Linked DNA regions of Mus musculus: region 1 is linked to region 2. Evidence: chromatin contacts called from public HiChIP or PLAC-seq data. All regions are on one chromosome and are shown on one strand. The core of a region is the stretch at or near the end of the contact, and the rest is flanking DNA. Distances in the headings are between cores, read along the strand shown.

Region 1 (7,561 bases), core at 2,442-4,941, 90 kb before region 2:
CAAGAATCAGTTAGCAGGAACTGGAAAGAGAACAGAAGGAGACAGAGGCCAAACAAGGCATGAGATCAGTATAGTCTTACATAGCCACGTAGCCCAAGGAAAAAGGGATCTAAGAGAAAGTGTATATAATATTCGTTCGAATTCGTGATAAATGTCAGAATATACACGAATATTATAAAGATCTTAGGAATTCAGAGGTGGAAAGTCGTCGTCGTGAGCTGGAATTAGTCTGATCAGAGGAGCTTCAGCTGGATCTTGCAAAGAGTTACGGGGCTGGAGCGGCAGCTTGGTGGTTAGAGCACAGACTCTGTCGCAGAAGACCCAGGTTTGATTCCCAGCACCAGCATGGCTCCTTAAAACCATTTAAAACTCCAGTCCCCGGGGATCTGACACCCTTTCCTGACCTCCCTGGGCATCAGACATGTATATTGTGCATGGACATACATGCAGATAAAGCACCCATGTGCATAAAATAGATAAATCATAATATTTTTTTAGAAAGAAGGTTTGGTTTCTTGTTGCTGATTCTCTCTCACTCAGCAGCCCTTTAATACTTCTTTGTGGCTATAGATTTTATTGACTCTACTTTATCATTGCATTTATTTCGCTTATATTGCATAAGTGTGAGGGAGTTGGGGGTGTATGTCACAGCACACATGTTGAGGTCACAGGACAATTTGGGGGAGTCAATTCTCTCTTTCCATCACCTGGATTAAAATCCACTCAGGTTGTCAGGTTTGGTAGCAAGCCTTATCCATCTCTCTAACCTGATTACTCCCTCGTCCCTCAGCCGTTGGGAGGCTGAACTAAATGCGCGCACACACATACTGTTTTTGCTGTTGTATCTGATAGCATCATGGCTGCGGGTGCTTACTTTCCATGGCTAGGACAAACTACCTTAGAAAAACTCACCTGAGAAAGGTTTGTTTGGACTCACGACTTCAAAGGTTTTGATCAAGGGTCGGCTTGCTTCATGCTTTGGAGCAGAGGCAGAGCAGAACACCAGAGTGGTAAGGGGCTATAATGGTGAATGCTTCACACCTCAAGAAAGAAGGGAGAGGGCTGGAGAGATGGCTCAGCCATTAAATATAAGAAAGAAGGGAGAGAGGAGAATCCTCGGACAAAAGCTCACCATTCAGAGGCATACGCCTAGTGACCCTGTTCCCTGCAGCTCAGCCCAGTCAGCCATCTGTCTGCATTGATGAAGCTAGCCCCCTCCTGATACCATCAGTATAAAAGTGGAATTGAGCTGGGGACCAAGCCTGTGTAATGGCCTGGCTCCCTGTGCGCCTGCGACCATGCTCGGCTATCTGAAAACTCATGCCCTCTTTGTATTCCTCAGGTTGTCCATCAGAGAATCCTCATGCCTTAACAGTCAGCCCTTTTAAAGCGTTCTCTCCTCAGCCACCAAAGTTCTTCAAACCCCTCATGCCTGTAAAAGAGGAGCATAAGAAAAGGTTGGCCCTGGAAGCCAGACCTCTCCTAAGCCAAGAGGTAAATGTTCGACTTCTCTCTACTGTGTAGCACTGCTTGGAATGGTGCAGTCTTCAGAGAGCAGTGGTTGGCAGTCGAGTGTTGGATGCTGCATGGAATTGTGCATGCATTAAGCCCCTTCTCAGAAGCCTTTCTCTCAAGCATGCAGGGCTGTGACAGGAGGTTTTAATTATTGTTGCCACGGTTGGCTTCTCTGTAGCAATGACGTTTTGGTCTTTTGTATCCTTCCAGAGAGAAGGAGGTGCCCGAAAGGCATTTTGAAACTGTAACAGGCCTTTATGTGTCCCCTTGTTGATAAAACTAATGTCTTGCCTTGCCACAGAGTATGTGCACGCCTTTAAGACTTTACCTGTAGTTTAACTCTGACCCGTAACATTGGCTGCTGTGTCCTTCACATGTAATAAAAGTGTTGTTGTTGCTCTTTCTAACATGCATGTACTTGGTAGACATGTTGGCTGTGACCGTCTCCTGTGTGTGATGCATCTGTGTGTCTTAACCTTTGCAGAGCATGCCTCCATCCCAGGCACATAACCCTGGCTGCATTGTAACCCCAGGAAGCAATGGCAGCAGCATGCCAGTAGAACACAGTAGCAAACCCGAGAAGAAGATTGTAAGTTCTGCAATGTTTCTATCATATCACCTGGTGGTGGGTCTGAAGCCCTTTCCCAATCCGCCATCCAAATGCTTTCAAAGAAATTAAGACAGGTGCTGAGTCCTGACTTTACAAATGAAGTGTTGCTCTTGGTAATGCCGTTTTTGCATGAGTGCAACCTTGAACTGTGATTTTTTCCCCCTCTCTCTCTCTAAGTGTGCTATTTTATTTAACTCCTTTCCACATCATCTTAAGTTTCGTAGCTAGTGGGGGGAAGCACCTTTGATGGCTCTGGTCATTATAAAGAAAAGTGTAACAGCAAGATCAGTTTAAATAATACCAAAATCTCTCTAATGTGTCTACGCACATTGCCCAGATTCTGAAGTTAATCTACCTAGAGGAATTGCATTTACTTGGCGTAAGTAATCCCGCACTTAGTTGTGGGTGTGTTTGAAAGCTTTCTTGTGTGGCTGCTACCAAGATACCTGTGTAGTTTGTAGCTGCTCTGCCCAGTCATCCTTCCTCAGCTCGATCCCCCCAGCACCAGCAGCTTCTGTTTACCTACCTGACAAAACATTCCAACCTGGTTCTTCTTGGCCTGGCTTTTAGATTGGTGAATCTGTGTTACTCAGCACAAGTAAGGTAGACCTCTGCCTGCAAAACCTTGGTCTCCAGCATGGTTCCAAAGCTGCACGTTCTAAGTGCTGGGAGGGGCGGCTCACACCTGAGATCACACGTTCAAGGCCGGCCTGGTCTGTAGAGTGAGCAGTCTCCAAATAAATGAATAAAGTGAAACAAAACCTATGAAATGCCAGTTTTTCAAACACCATGGTTCCTGGTTACTTTTCGTTATAAGATACACCTCAATTTAAAACCAATTTTTTTTTCTAAACCTGTAGGTGTGGAAGTCTGGGAAGAATCATGTGATGTGATTTCATGGTTTTCACTCTCCTGTGCCTTCCTAGGCTTGAGCAGGGGGTGGGGGGAAACCCAGCCTGGGCAAGAGGAAGCTGTTTGATGTTTGCTGCTGCCTATGACCCGCTGTCTTAAGCAGTGTGGGGAGTCTTATTCCCAGGGTCAGGCCCACTCATGGTGCATCAGTGTGAGACCGTTAGTTGCGCCATGCGCTGTGCAGACACTAACTGCATCTTCAGCTGATGCTGCAGCAGGCCACTCATCTGCATTCAGCTGATGCTGCAGGGGGCCGCTCATCTGCATTCAGAGAGGCAGTTAGATCATGAAGCAGTGACTACTGATCCTAACCGAGGGGAGGAAGAGCAGCCATTCCCTTCCTTAGCCACTCGTGTTCCTAAGTTCTGTTTGCCTGCTCTATCTAGCTCCTCATGGGGAAGAGGGTAGCATGCCAGAGACTGTTCCTTCACCTGCGTGGATGTTAAAGAGCCATCCCCACTTAACCTCACCATCCCCTCTCTGAGTGTAGAAAATCACTGGGTGCACTAAAAGGGCCAGTGGCTGTGCCTTTACCCTTCAGCTTGTCAGGATGTGTGTCTGATAGAGCCATTTATTTTGCTCCAATACCCTCCAGAGGCTGCCAGGAGCACCTTCTAGTGCTATCCAGCACGCAGATGTGCAGTTCACACAGCTTGCCCCACAGTTACTCTCCTGCCTTTCCTTTAAAGAGCTTAAAACGAAGCCCATCTCAGCAGGCAGAGTAGAGGACCGCACCAGATTCTTTTGACCCAAGACATCTTGAGCAGTACTTGGGCACTGTGTGACCAAATGCATCATGTACGGCTGCTGAGCAGGGTTGACTGGTATCTTTTTGTTCCGGGAACAAGACTAGAGAAGGCTGCCTCTGCTGGCCTTAGAGGCATAACTGCTGCGCATGCCTACTACGCATGCGCACTGCGCTTGGGGCGGTTGCACTATGTTCTCTTTGGCGGGTCTTCCGGAATGTTTTGGTAGTCTACGTGGCTCGCTTGTTTGAGCTGGGGGCTTTTATTTTCTTGGGAAAGCTTTTATTTTATTTCCCCTCTCATAAATTGACATAAGCTATTCCCTTCCTTTTTGTCATCGTTGTTGTTGTTTTATTTTGTTTCTTTGTTTTCTGAGACGGGGTCTCAGTATGGAGCCCAGGATGGTCTTTAACTTGCAACCCTCCTGCCTCAGCCACTTGAGTACAGGATGGCAGGTTTATGCCACCAAACTTGGCTATGACTGACTCTTGTAGCTTGTGTCTGATCACTTAAAAAGATATACAGGCATATGCCTTATCCTGTATAAATAAGATTTAAAAGGGGGGGGGGGGAGAACAAAAAACAAACAAACAAAAAAACCCAGCATTTTTCCCCCCAGGCTTTTATTTTTATCTCATATCGCGGTACAGGGTATTAGACCCAGGGCTTCTGCCAGGCGAGCTCTCTGTCCCTGAGCCATATCCTTTGCGCTTTATTTTTTTAATTGTTTTGAAACAAATTCTTGCTAAATTTCCCAGGCTGTCTCACTGTGTAGCCAAGGCAGTCCCCAGACTTAAAATTCTCTTGCCACAACCTCCCAAGTAGTTGGGATATCACACGGGCACCACTAGGAGCAGCTTTGAGCTCGTCTTTTCTGAAGTCATGAGGCCTAGGGAATAGGAATAAGAAAGTTGACCCTTTCCCCTGTATCCACAGTCCCCATCTCTGGTCCTGCAGGCAACGTGGCTTTCTCCTCTCATTTCACTGAAGAAACAAAGGTCTGGGATGATTGAGCAATTTGCCCCAAGTCCTGGTTACTGGAAGCATAAGACAGAGAGATTCACATCCTGAGTGCAGGTCTGCGCTCTGCCTCAGAGCCCCCCGGGGGTGAGGGGGATGCATAGCTGTGCTGGTAGCCATTTCTGGTAACCCTCCACAAGCCGACTATAGTGACCGCAGAAATTACATTCCCTGTGGAACGCTCCCTACCAAGGGTCCCTCTCTTTAAAAAAATCAAAGTACTTTGTCTATGGATAAATATCACCTTCATACGTTAAATGGGGCAAAAAATAAACGCGCAAAGATGAGAGCTTCAGAGAAGCCGAGCGTTTGACCCGGTGTTCCGCCTTTGGGTCAGGCTCTAAGGGTTGTAACCTTTCTTTTGCTCGTAAGCCATCTGTAGTAAGTAAGGGACTCAGTTCAGTGCCCTTTAAGATCTGGTGTTAAATGAGCACACTGTGCTATATGCTATCTAACTAAAGTCCCCACTGTGCACTGTGAGCCAGAAACCTTTTTTTTTTTTCCCTCCTTGAAAACATTTCTCAAGCAAACTTTTAGTCTCCTTTTAAATGTTAGAAGACATTGAATACTTACTGAGGATTTTGGTTTTATTTCCTGGCATAAGTTGTCCTTATCCCGTTAGCCTGATTCCTATTTATTTATTTACTTATTTATCTCCTAGAGTTCATGGGTGCTTCATGTTTCCCAACTCATTCTCAGCCTTTAGGAATAATTTTTACTTCCCAAGTTTGCCACATTTCTACCCATTTCTACACATTAAACTAATGGTCGCTTATGTCATCGGCAAACAATACTTTAGAAAGATGCAAGTTCCCCAGACCCTTAATCCTCATTTGCAAAATTGCTTTTTCTTGTACAACAAATTTTTTTGGTGACCAATTATATTGGGTACTCTTGGGCTTGGAAAATTACATTTTTTTAAGCTTAAATTAAAAAAAAAAGGAGTAGTAAAACTTGAAATTCAACTTTCAGTCTAAGTATAATGAATACAAAAAAATCTAAAAAATACAGGAAAGGGTGGGTGTTTGAGATAATCTGTCCAGCCTCTGTTTTTTGTTTTGTTTTGTTTTGTTTTCTTGTTTTTGTTTTTTATCAGCATCACAGCCCAGAGGAAGAACACGCCATCCCATATACATGGCTTTTTTTTTTTTGGTTTTGCTTGCTTTATGTCTTCATAATGCTAGTGAACAAACTAGGTGCCTTGTGTATGCCAACTAGTCCTTTACCAAGAGAGAGACACTCCTCCCAGCCTGTACTGGTCACTTTTCTGTTGCTATGATAGAGAACCAGGACCCAGGGAACTTATAAAAGAAATCCTTGACTTGGGTTTACAATTTTAGAGAGTTAGGATCCATACTGGCAAGACAAGACAGATGGGCAGGAAGAGCTGAGAGCTCACATCCCAGACCCCAGGCAGGAGGCAGAGAGAACTTGCTTCAGGTATCATGAGTCTTTTGAAACCTCAGAGTTGGCCCCTGGTGACACACTACCTCCTCCACAAAGCCACACCCCCAGCCCTTCCCACACAGTCTCACCAACTGAGGATCAGGCATTCAGTTGGATGAACCTATGGGGACTGTTGACATTCAAACTACAACACGGCTGTTTTCAAACTACAAAGTCATTCAAACTACAACCACCAGTTTTTAAAATACAAATGCATGATATTGATTTAGTTGTGTGTGCAAGCCTGTGTGTGGTGTGTACATGCCACAGCACACGTGTGTGTGTGTGTGTGTGTGTGTGTGTGTGTGTGTGTGTGTGTGTGTGTGTAGATGAGAGGACAGCTTGCAGGGATTAGTTCTCTCTTCACCTTGTGCACCCCAGGGATTGAATTTAGGTCCTCAGGCTTGGCAGCAAGCACCTTTACCTACTGAGCCATGTCATTGGCCCTACTTTGAAAGAAAGAAATACAGATAGGAAGGAAGAAAGGAAGGAAGGAAGCAAGCAAGCTACCTAATTTTAAAAGCATCTAACAATTGGGATACAAGGGTAATAGCTGAGTCTGATGGCACACACCTTTAATCTCTTCCTTGGGGAAGTAGAGTCAGGCTGATCTCCATGAGTTCCAGACCAACCTGGTCTATGTAGCAATTTCAGGCCAGCCAGGGCTAGACAGTCAAACTTGTCTCAAAAGAAAACAAACAAAGAAGATACAAGGACAAAACGAGTATGCCCTTGTCAAAAATTTTGTTTTGTTAATTTCAAAAACTTTTATCATGTGATATTTGATACTTATCTTTAAGACTGGTAATTTTTTTCAAGTAATTTATACTCACTTTTTTTGTTTGTATTTTGTTTGTTTTTGTTTTTTGAGACAGGGTTTCTCTGTATAGCCCTGGCTGTCCTGGAACTCACTCTGTAGACCAGGCTGGCCTCGAACTCAGAAACCCGCCTGCCTCTGCCTCCGGAGTGCTGGGATTAAAGGCGTGCGCCACCACGCCCGGCTTCTGCTCACTTTTCCTTTCTTTGGAAGGGTCCTAAAATTAAACTGAGGGCCTTGCGTGCCCTGAACATGTGTCACTGAGTGCACCTCCTACTAAATGCTTTAAGCCTTTAAAATTGATTTGCAAGTTGAAGCAGCAATAGAGAGTATTAATTTTTTTTTTTTGAACTGGAGTTTCACGTAGCCCAGGCTGTTCTCGAACTCACTATGCAGCCCAGGCTGATTTCAGCCTCACTGTCTAGCTGCGGATGCCCTTTGACTTCTGATCTTCTAATCTCCAGACCTCTGAGTGCTTCGTAGTTATGTGCCACC
Region 2 (7,915 bases), core at 3,906-6,405:
AAGTTGATATGATTACAGTGTATGCTGTGATGAAAAAAAAGTATTTTAAAACACTGTATCAGACCTGCAATCTTGCATATTGAACACAATCCTGTGCCACTTAATACAGGACTCATTCTGAGCCCAAGAATGCAAAGAAAATCAGTTCACTTCCACAAACATAAACAGCATGCAGCAGAAGGTGACAACTATAATGGTTTTGCAAGTATAAAGTAGATTAAGCTAAGCAAAGGACTTACGTAGTGATGCTAACATTTGAGGAAGGAATTACTAAAACCCGACTTGGAGCAATGAGTACTGATGTATCACATGTCACAACTCGAAGCCCTAGCAGGAACTTTCCTGGGGTAGCTCCCCCTGCTCCCCAAATGCAAATTATCTAAGGAAAAAAGGATAATTGGAAAACAGTTTACTAATTTTTCTAGTAAGTTACTTCATGCTTTATAAGAATGACATGTTGGAGGGCCAGGTATGGTGGCACACATCTTTTTTTAGTTCCAGTACTTGGGATTTCTGTGAGTTTAAAGTCAGCCTGGGATACACAGTTTCAAGCCAAACAGGGCTATAGAAAAAGGTACATCGGATGTGCTAATTACATAGAATACTAGAAACTTATCCATTTAAGCTGGCTTAGCACATGCCATCTCGGAACTCCAGAGGATGTGGAAAGATGACTGACATATTTGATACACAACACACACACACACGTCCGTAATATGTATATCTCTGAACTAAAATCTGCTTATGAATGAAATGTTATTTCTAAAACTGAAATGTATAACAAGGCATCTTTTTTCCAAAATTTAGTATTTAGGGTTTTTTTTTTTACTTGAAAGTGTTAATTTTAAAAATTATGAAAACTCAATGACAAATATTTACGAAATTTGTAAATTGTCATTTTTTTCCTAGTAGATAATTTAAAATACCATTAAAACGGTTACTTGCTCCAGTTAGCAGCTTACCTCATAGAAACAAACTAACAACCTGTATATAAGCGCCACAATCATCATTTTCTGCAGGTCTTCCATTGATGTGTCTTCATCAATCTCTTCTATTATATAGTGCATGGCAAACTTAGAGATGTCCCTGCACAAAAAGAAGGGTTTGGGGTTAGAAGGAATTAGCTCCTAAGTCAGTTTTGTACCATTTTCCCATAATTAGGTCATAAAATTTAAGTGAAATTCTATGCTATTAGGTTCTCACCAACAAAGTGCATAAAATACCCATTACTTTATTCAAAAAAATAACAAATACCTAAGTAAATTAAAGCAAAAGCATGGTTGTGATTGTGGGGTAGTTTGTACCTCAGTGGTAGAGCACTGCAGAGCAAATAAGATGCCAGCCCTGATGATAGGGCAGTGACTGGTTTGTAAACTCAAACTTAATTGGGAAACCTCAGTTAAGAAAATGCCTCCATCAGATTGGCCTGTAGCAAGTCTATGTGACATTTTCTTGATTAATGATGGATGTGGGAAGGGCCTAGCACACTGTGAGTGGTGCCACCCCTGCGCTGGTGGTCCTGGGTGCTATAAGAAAAGCAAAAGCAGGCTGAGTAAGCCATGAAGAGCAGCATTTTTCCATGGCTTCCGAATCAGTTCCTGTCTCCAGGTTCCTGCCCTGACTTCCTTCAGTGATGGACTACAAGCTGTAAAATGGAATAAACTCTTTCCTTTCAAAGTTGCTTTTGATCATGGTATTTATCACTGCATCAGAGGGCACACTGGCACAGCAAGGGATACTAAAAGTATCTCCTCAGCTTTCACAGAGATTCTAACCAAGCAAGGGAAATAGAACAAAAATAAACTGGGATGCCAACCAGAACACCACAGAAAACAGACCAGTCTTCTCAGAAATGACATTTCTAAGTGCACAATACAATACAAAGAATGAAGAGAAGCCAGCCAGACTAAGAAGCAGGAAGAAGCTCCAGGCAGGAGAGAAAGCCTTGGAACAAGTGATAGGGCTCAATTTCATGGTGTAAGGAGACTGAGGAGAATGTGGGCATGTTAAACCATGTAATGAAATTCAGACTTTATCTTGTCGGTAGAAACTACAGCAGCATGTTAAGGCTGGAGAGGTTAAGTTCTGCAGCTTTTTTCTGCCCTCCAAATAAATAAATGTAAACAATAATAATAAAGGCTGTGTTAGGGGACAGGCAGGAGCTACCCAACACCTGTCGGGGGCCCAAGGTTAACACTACTTTGTATCTTGACTTTTCTATCTTCTTTTCAATTCTGACATCGTCTCATAAACGTAAATAAGTGTCTCATAGAAAATGCTTAGCAATTGGGAGCAGGCATTATCCTAAAACTTGAGTTTCTCAAGTAAATGCCATACTTTGCATTGAATCTGCTCAACTGAAAACAACCCCACTGAAATTGATTACTAAGTCCACCTACCACAAGCTCTTTGTGCTCTGAAAATTGTGTGTGTGTATGTGTATACAAATGTATGCCATGTGTATACATGAGGCTGGAGCTGGAGTTAGAGGCAGTGATAAGCTGCCTGACATGGAAACTGAACTTGGAGCCTCGGGACAAGCAGTGAGCACTCTTAACCCCTGACCACCGACCCAGCCCCTCTGTGCTTTCATGGCAGAGCCTTCATAGGCCAATAAGAAGGAAACTAACACATTCCTGGCCCAAGAGAATGGTTAATAAAAAAAACAAGCCAGGTCTGAAGGCTTCTTTAACCTATTAAAATCTTTTTTGAGATAGGATTTAACTCTGGCTGGCCTTGAACTCACGGAGATCTGCCTGCCTCTGCCTCCTGAGTGCTGGAATTAAAGGAACATGCCACCAAAGCCTCCCTCCTTTTCCCTCAGATTTTAAACAACATACTGAAGTTCTTTGTTTCTTTCTTAAAACCAAGGGGCTTGTGGTGATAGCTCAGTGGGTAAAGTGTTTATATAAAATGTCAGGACCTGAGTGCATCCCCAGAATCCATCTAAAGCCCAGGACACCTATATACCTATGTAGCACTGAGAGGGAGGACCAGTGATCTTAGGGACTTGCTGGCCAGCTGGTCCAGCTGAGATGACAAGCCCCAAGTCAAGTGAGAGATCCCACCTCAAAAAAATATAGGAGAGATTAGAAGATAACCAAAGTAGACCTCTTGGTTACATATAAACACACTTAAAAACAACCAATAGGGAAACAAATAGAACTGGTAAAGATTTCATAGAGAAGTCTTGGTCTTGGACATCCATCCATTACCCAGAGTTACTCATGAGCATGTACAGAATTTACAAAACAAGATCCCTAAATGACAGCTCCAGAATTTTCTGACTGTTCTTAACTTACTTTATTCCACTGAGATGCATGATGCTCAAGACAATGGTTGCTTTTATAAAGAAGAGAATAAAGAAATCCACCATCTCTGCCATAAATCTGTGGGCCAAGGATGGAATGACATACTCTCTACCTGGAAATTGGGAAGAAGAAGAAAAAAAATGAGTTACACAAGTTTAAGAACCAAGCCAGATAAGAAAGCGGCAAAGTAAAGTCAAGGTCCAACTAAACTTTTTAAGATTATAGCTTTGCATCAGCCAACGGCAATGATCCCATCAAGAGATCCTGTTTCTAAAATATCTAATAATGAGCTGGACATGGTGAGCTATGCCTGTAATCCCAGCATTCCAGCCCCAGACTCAGAAGACTGGCTGCAAACTTTCCTACGGTTTGCTAAGACCAGTGACTACACATCATTTACTAGATGATATTCATGACCAATAGGCTTGAGGCCAGTCAAAGCTCTCTAGACTCGTTTTGTAATCATGTCAATCGCCTTTCAGTTCCACTGTCTTTACACGGCCCAAGTCTTGGTGATTTCTAGTATTCTAATCTCGAGCCTCCCAACAGCGGGCTTGCCACCCAAGGCTAGCTTTGGATCTTTCCAGAGCCTGAAGATTACAGAGAGGATGGTTTGATAAGCATACGTCTCTACACACAAGAAGGGCTAGTGTCAGGAGTAAGGGAACCTACTAGCCGTGCCAGGTCTTAAGGGAAGGACAATCAACATTGCTTCACAGTACGTTTTTAGAATTTAGGGCCTGGGCAAACCATAGCTGATGTATGTGGGAACTATCAATGGTAGCAGCAGCTCCCCGGTTATATTTTTTCAGGAGCGAGCATACTTGTTCAATGATCCTTCAAGAGACCCCTCTGGCTAGTACAGACCTGTCTTATTCCAAGTTTGAGGCTAGCCTGGCCTACATACTGTGTTAGCCTACACCACAGGGTGAGATCCTTCCAAAATGTTAGTGGTAGGAATGGCAGTGATTTTTTTTTTTTTTTTTTAAAAAGGACCTCGACTCTATCCCTCCTCCATCCTACCCAACACCCCCCACCCCACCCCCGCGCCAACCCCGATCTCACCTGCCTGCCGCCCGGTGTCGCTGGCAGTCCGCGCAGGGGCTGCAGAACCCACCCTGGTCCCGGGGGCCGCCCGGGCCGATGGCTGCACGTGCGGGGCCCGGGCCGTGAGGCCCGCGACAGCCGTCGGGGTGGCGCCGCCCGTGGCCGCCCCCGGCCCGGGCCCCGCAGCGCTCAGGAAGTAGAAGGGGTTGTAGTACGCCAGCTGCGGCGGCGGCGGTGGCGGCGGGGACGACGGCGTCGGCGGGGACGACGGCGAGGGGACGGCGGGCTGCGGGGCGGTGGCGGCGGGTGGTGGCGGGCCGCAGTAGGCGGGCAGGGCGGCCAGGCCGCTGTGCCAGGTCAGGTAGCCGCAGTAGGACTGCCACAGCCATTCGTGCACCTGCCGCGAGTACTCGCGCGCGCTCAGCCGCCCCGGGCCGTCCGACGCCTCGCAGTCTCCCGCCTCCGGAGGCTCCGCGCCCGTCTCCCGGCGCTTGCGGAGCTCGCACTGCGGCTCGGGCTCCGACACTGCCGAGGCGACGCTCGCGAGGGCCGGGGACCGGGGGGCGGCGGCGGTGGCGGCGACGGTGGTGGTGGGAGAGCCTGGCTCGGAAGGGACCGGCTCGTGGTCCCCGCCACTGCCATCCTGCTCCGGAGGGCGGCTCCGGGCTTCCTCGGGCCCCTCTGCCATCGTCGCCCCGGAGGCCCCCTCCGCGCTGCCTGTCAAGGCGCCGTCGCCCGCCCTCGGCGGCCCCTCCCCAACCGCTCGCTCGCTCGCCACCACAGCAGCAGTGGGCGTCAACAATCCGCCTCCGGAAGCGGAAACCCCACCTCTCCGGCGCGCCAGGCTTGGGGAGCCGGGCGGGCGGTTGGTGGTGCTTTGTGAGTTGGTTCCTGGGCTACGCGATGTTTCTCGGGGGTCCTCTGTGGTACGTTTTAATCATAAATTGTGGCATATTCGGTAACGTAACGCGTCGCGGCATCGCACAACCACGTGTGCGATGCCGAGGACGTGGTCCTGGACACTGTGAACGCATCCATTTAGGCTTACGTCTGTGAGGCATTCGCCACCACTCTTGAGAATTCTAATGAACTCCATTACCAAGGTCCCTAGAGAAGATCCTGTGGGGTTAGGACATGATTGTCCCTTGTGAAACTGCATCTGACTCACCAGAATTTCCACTCCTTCAACCACAGTATTTGTTTCTTGCTTAGCACCTTAGTCTGTGTATGGTTTCGTCTTCTTTTCATCTATATGCAGCCTCCCAGATACTGATAACCTTAATACACTTTGCTATGTTAATAAGCCCAGTTAGGGGTAGTTGTGTGACTTTGAATTCCCAGGACCATATAAGGAATCTACAAGAGCCAAATACTATGAGAATATTGAACGATTATTGTGCTGGCTAATTTTATGTCAACTTGATAGAGTCTAGAGTCATTTGAGAGGAGGCAAGACCAATTGAGAAAATGCCTCTGTAAGATTGGGCTGTAGGCAAACCTGTAGAGCATTTTAAATTAGTGATTGATGTGGAAGGGCCCAGCCCACTGTGGGTGGTACAACTCCAGGCTGCTGTTCTGGGTTCTATAAGAAGGAAGACAAGCCATGGGATGAGCATCAGCTCCTGCCTCCAGGTTCCTGCCCATTTGAGTTCCTGTCCTGACTTCCCTCAGTGATGGACTACAATGTAGAATTGGAAGCCAAATAAACTCTTCCCCAACTTGCTTTTGGTCCTGGTGTTCACCACAGCATGCCGCACCTAATGGCTTGAACATGACAGTGATGCCGAGAGTCAATCCTGTCTTTCCTCTGGGAGACAGAAAAGACATCACTTTTGGCCTTTAAGAAATTCATCTGCTTCAAGGGAAAATCTTCCATGAAACACTTGAACACCTATTCACGATCATCACTAGCAGCAGGAAACATAGCTCAACACCACCAGCTCTGCAACCTGCGACACTCCTTTCCCAGCTTCAGAGACCCTTATTTAGGTACAGACCAGATTCATTCATTCATTCTCTTCCTTTCTCCCTGTCTCTTTCTCTCTTCCCCTTTCTTTCCTTCCCTCCTTCCTTCCTTCTTTTTTATTTTTTATTTTTATTTTTTGAGACAGGGTTTTTCCATGTAGCTCTGGCTGTCCTGAAACTCATTCTGTAGACCAGGCTGGCCTCAAACTCACAGAGATCTTCCTGTCTCTGTCTTCTGAGTGCTGGGAGACACTCAGTAAAGGCACGTGCCACCACGGCCAGGCTGCAACCCAGATTCTTAAACTGTGCTGAAAAAAATAATCATAATGAGTTAGAGTCAAAGTTAGCTTATTCATAGGGGAAAGGACAGGCAATGGGGAACAAGTGTGGCCACTCAGGGAGGAATGCTGCACCTAATGGCTTTACCAGCAGCAGCTGGGGAGTGTCTTGGGGAATTTGACATTAGTTGGTAAAGCACTTGATCTATAAAGTTGAGAGAAAAATGGGCTATTGAAGGGGCACCAACTTCTCAAGACAAAGGTGATTTTATTACCCCAGAGAGGACAAGCAGGGGTAGGGTTGCGGTTGTCTCTGGATCAGGCAAAGACAGCAGTAGATGTCTCTGCAGGAGTGATCTTTTTAAGGAAAAAGGGGGAAATCTGTGCCAGGATGAGTTGTTAAGTCCCGAATGGACACATCAGCCAGTGTAGCTGAATAATGAATTTTGATTGCTGGACCTTGGTGTTTTAGTCAGGCATAAAGAAATAGCCAAATAAGGGAATGGACCTTGGTGGCTATCTTTAGGAATGTAACCTAACGGCTTAGTAAAGGAGAGGGAAGGGGAGAGGGCAAGACCTGCAGGTGCCATGCTTACAACACTTGGGCCTGTTAGAGAGCCCTTCAGTTATATTCATTTCCTTATGGAAAGGGGTTTCATACCTATGTGAGAATTTAAGATGGCCTATGACTGTACTAGCAGGCTTCTATGTAAGAAAGAAACATCTAAGACAAAACCATGGGTCATTCCAGGCCTATTAGTACAGGCATGTACTTCCAGTTACTCAAGAGCTTGAGGTAGGAGATCATAAACTCACAGCCAGCTCAGGTAACTTGCAGAGACTTCACACACACACACACACACACACACACACACAAGGTTAGTGACATAGCTCTTGAATATAGCTTACTTGCTGTGTACACTTTTCGTATAATGAAATCCTCAGACATTTAGGTCAAAACTCTTGTCTCTGACAGCAAGAGACATGACAATTCAGTGGGGAGAGGGAGGGTCCTTCTTCTTTCCCCCGTGTGTTCCGTGTGTTCCTTTCATATGGTTTACCTCGGACAACTTGGTTTCAAAATCAATTCTGAGGAAAGATTTTGTTGTTGTTTTGATGCCAGAGATAAAATTCAGTACCTTATGCCTTCTAGGCAAATTAATTTAAAAAATGTTGTAACTGTACTTAATGTATAATAAGAATTGTACAATAATAATAATTGTACATATATGATGTATGTGTATGGATATGCACGTGCTATGGTGCATACATGGAGGCCAGAGGACAACTTCGTGGGTTCTGTTTTCTTCTTCT

The links. HiChIP or PLAC-seq counts read pairs in DNA pulled down with a chosen protein or histone mark.
Region 1: a contact with region 2 is called in an H3K27ac HiChIP or PLAC-seq map of embryonic stem cells, with 6 read pairs. The contact joins the enhancer-like site here to the promoter of Fam8a1 in region 2. A contact is called at or near these places in 2 of 39 promoter capture datasets (the 3T3-L1 cell line and liver), 4 of 484 Hi-C or Micro-C datasets (the AML12 cell line, embryonic stem cells, epidermal suprabasal cells and 1 more), 1 of 115 datasets of contacts at active chromatin or transcription factors (embryonic stem cells) and 4 of 9 other capture datasets (adipose tissue, embryonic stem cells, liver and 1 more).

What each region holds. Positions count from the first base shown.
Region 1 is chr13:46,755,206-46,762,766 of GRCm38.p6, reverse strand. Kif13a (kinesin family member 13A) reads left to right here. Exons shown (of 38, transcript NM_010617.2): 36 at 1,343-1,494. Among named protein-coding and RNA genes, the nearest start is that of Gm24620, 8.7 kb to the left of the region's middle. Within about 2 kb of position 3,691, at least 22 of the 459 cell types and tissues checked have an H3K27ac peak or open chromatin away from gene starts, as enhancers often do. A contact at or near this core is called in embryonic stem cells and regulatory T cells, where this site is marked.
Region 2 is chr13:46,666,717-46,674,631 of GRCm38.p6, reverse strand. Fam8a1 (family with sequence similarity 8, member A1) reads right to left here and starts at 5,155. Exons shown (of 5, transcript NM_001033192.3): 1 at 4,377-5,155; 2 at 3,303-3,423; 3 at 963-1,086; 4 at 240-379. The coding sequence starts at 5,046.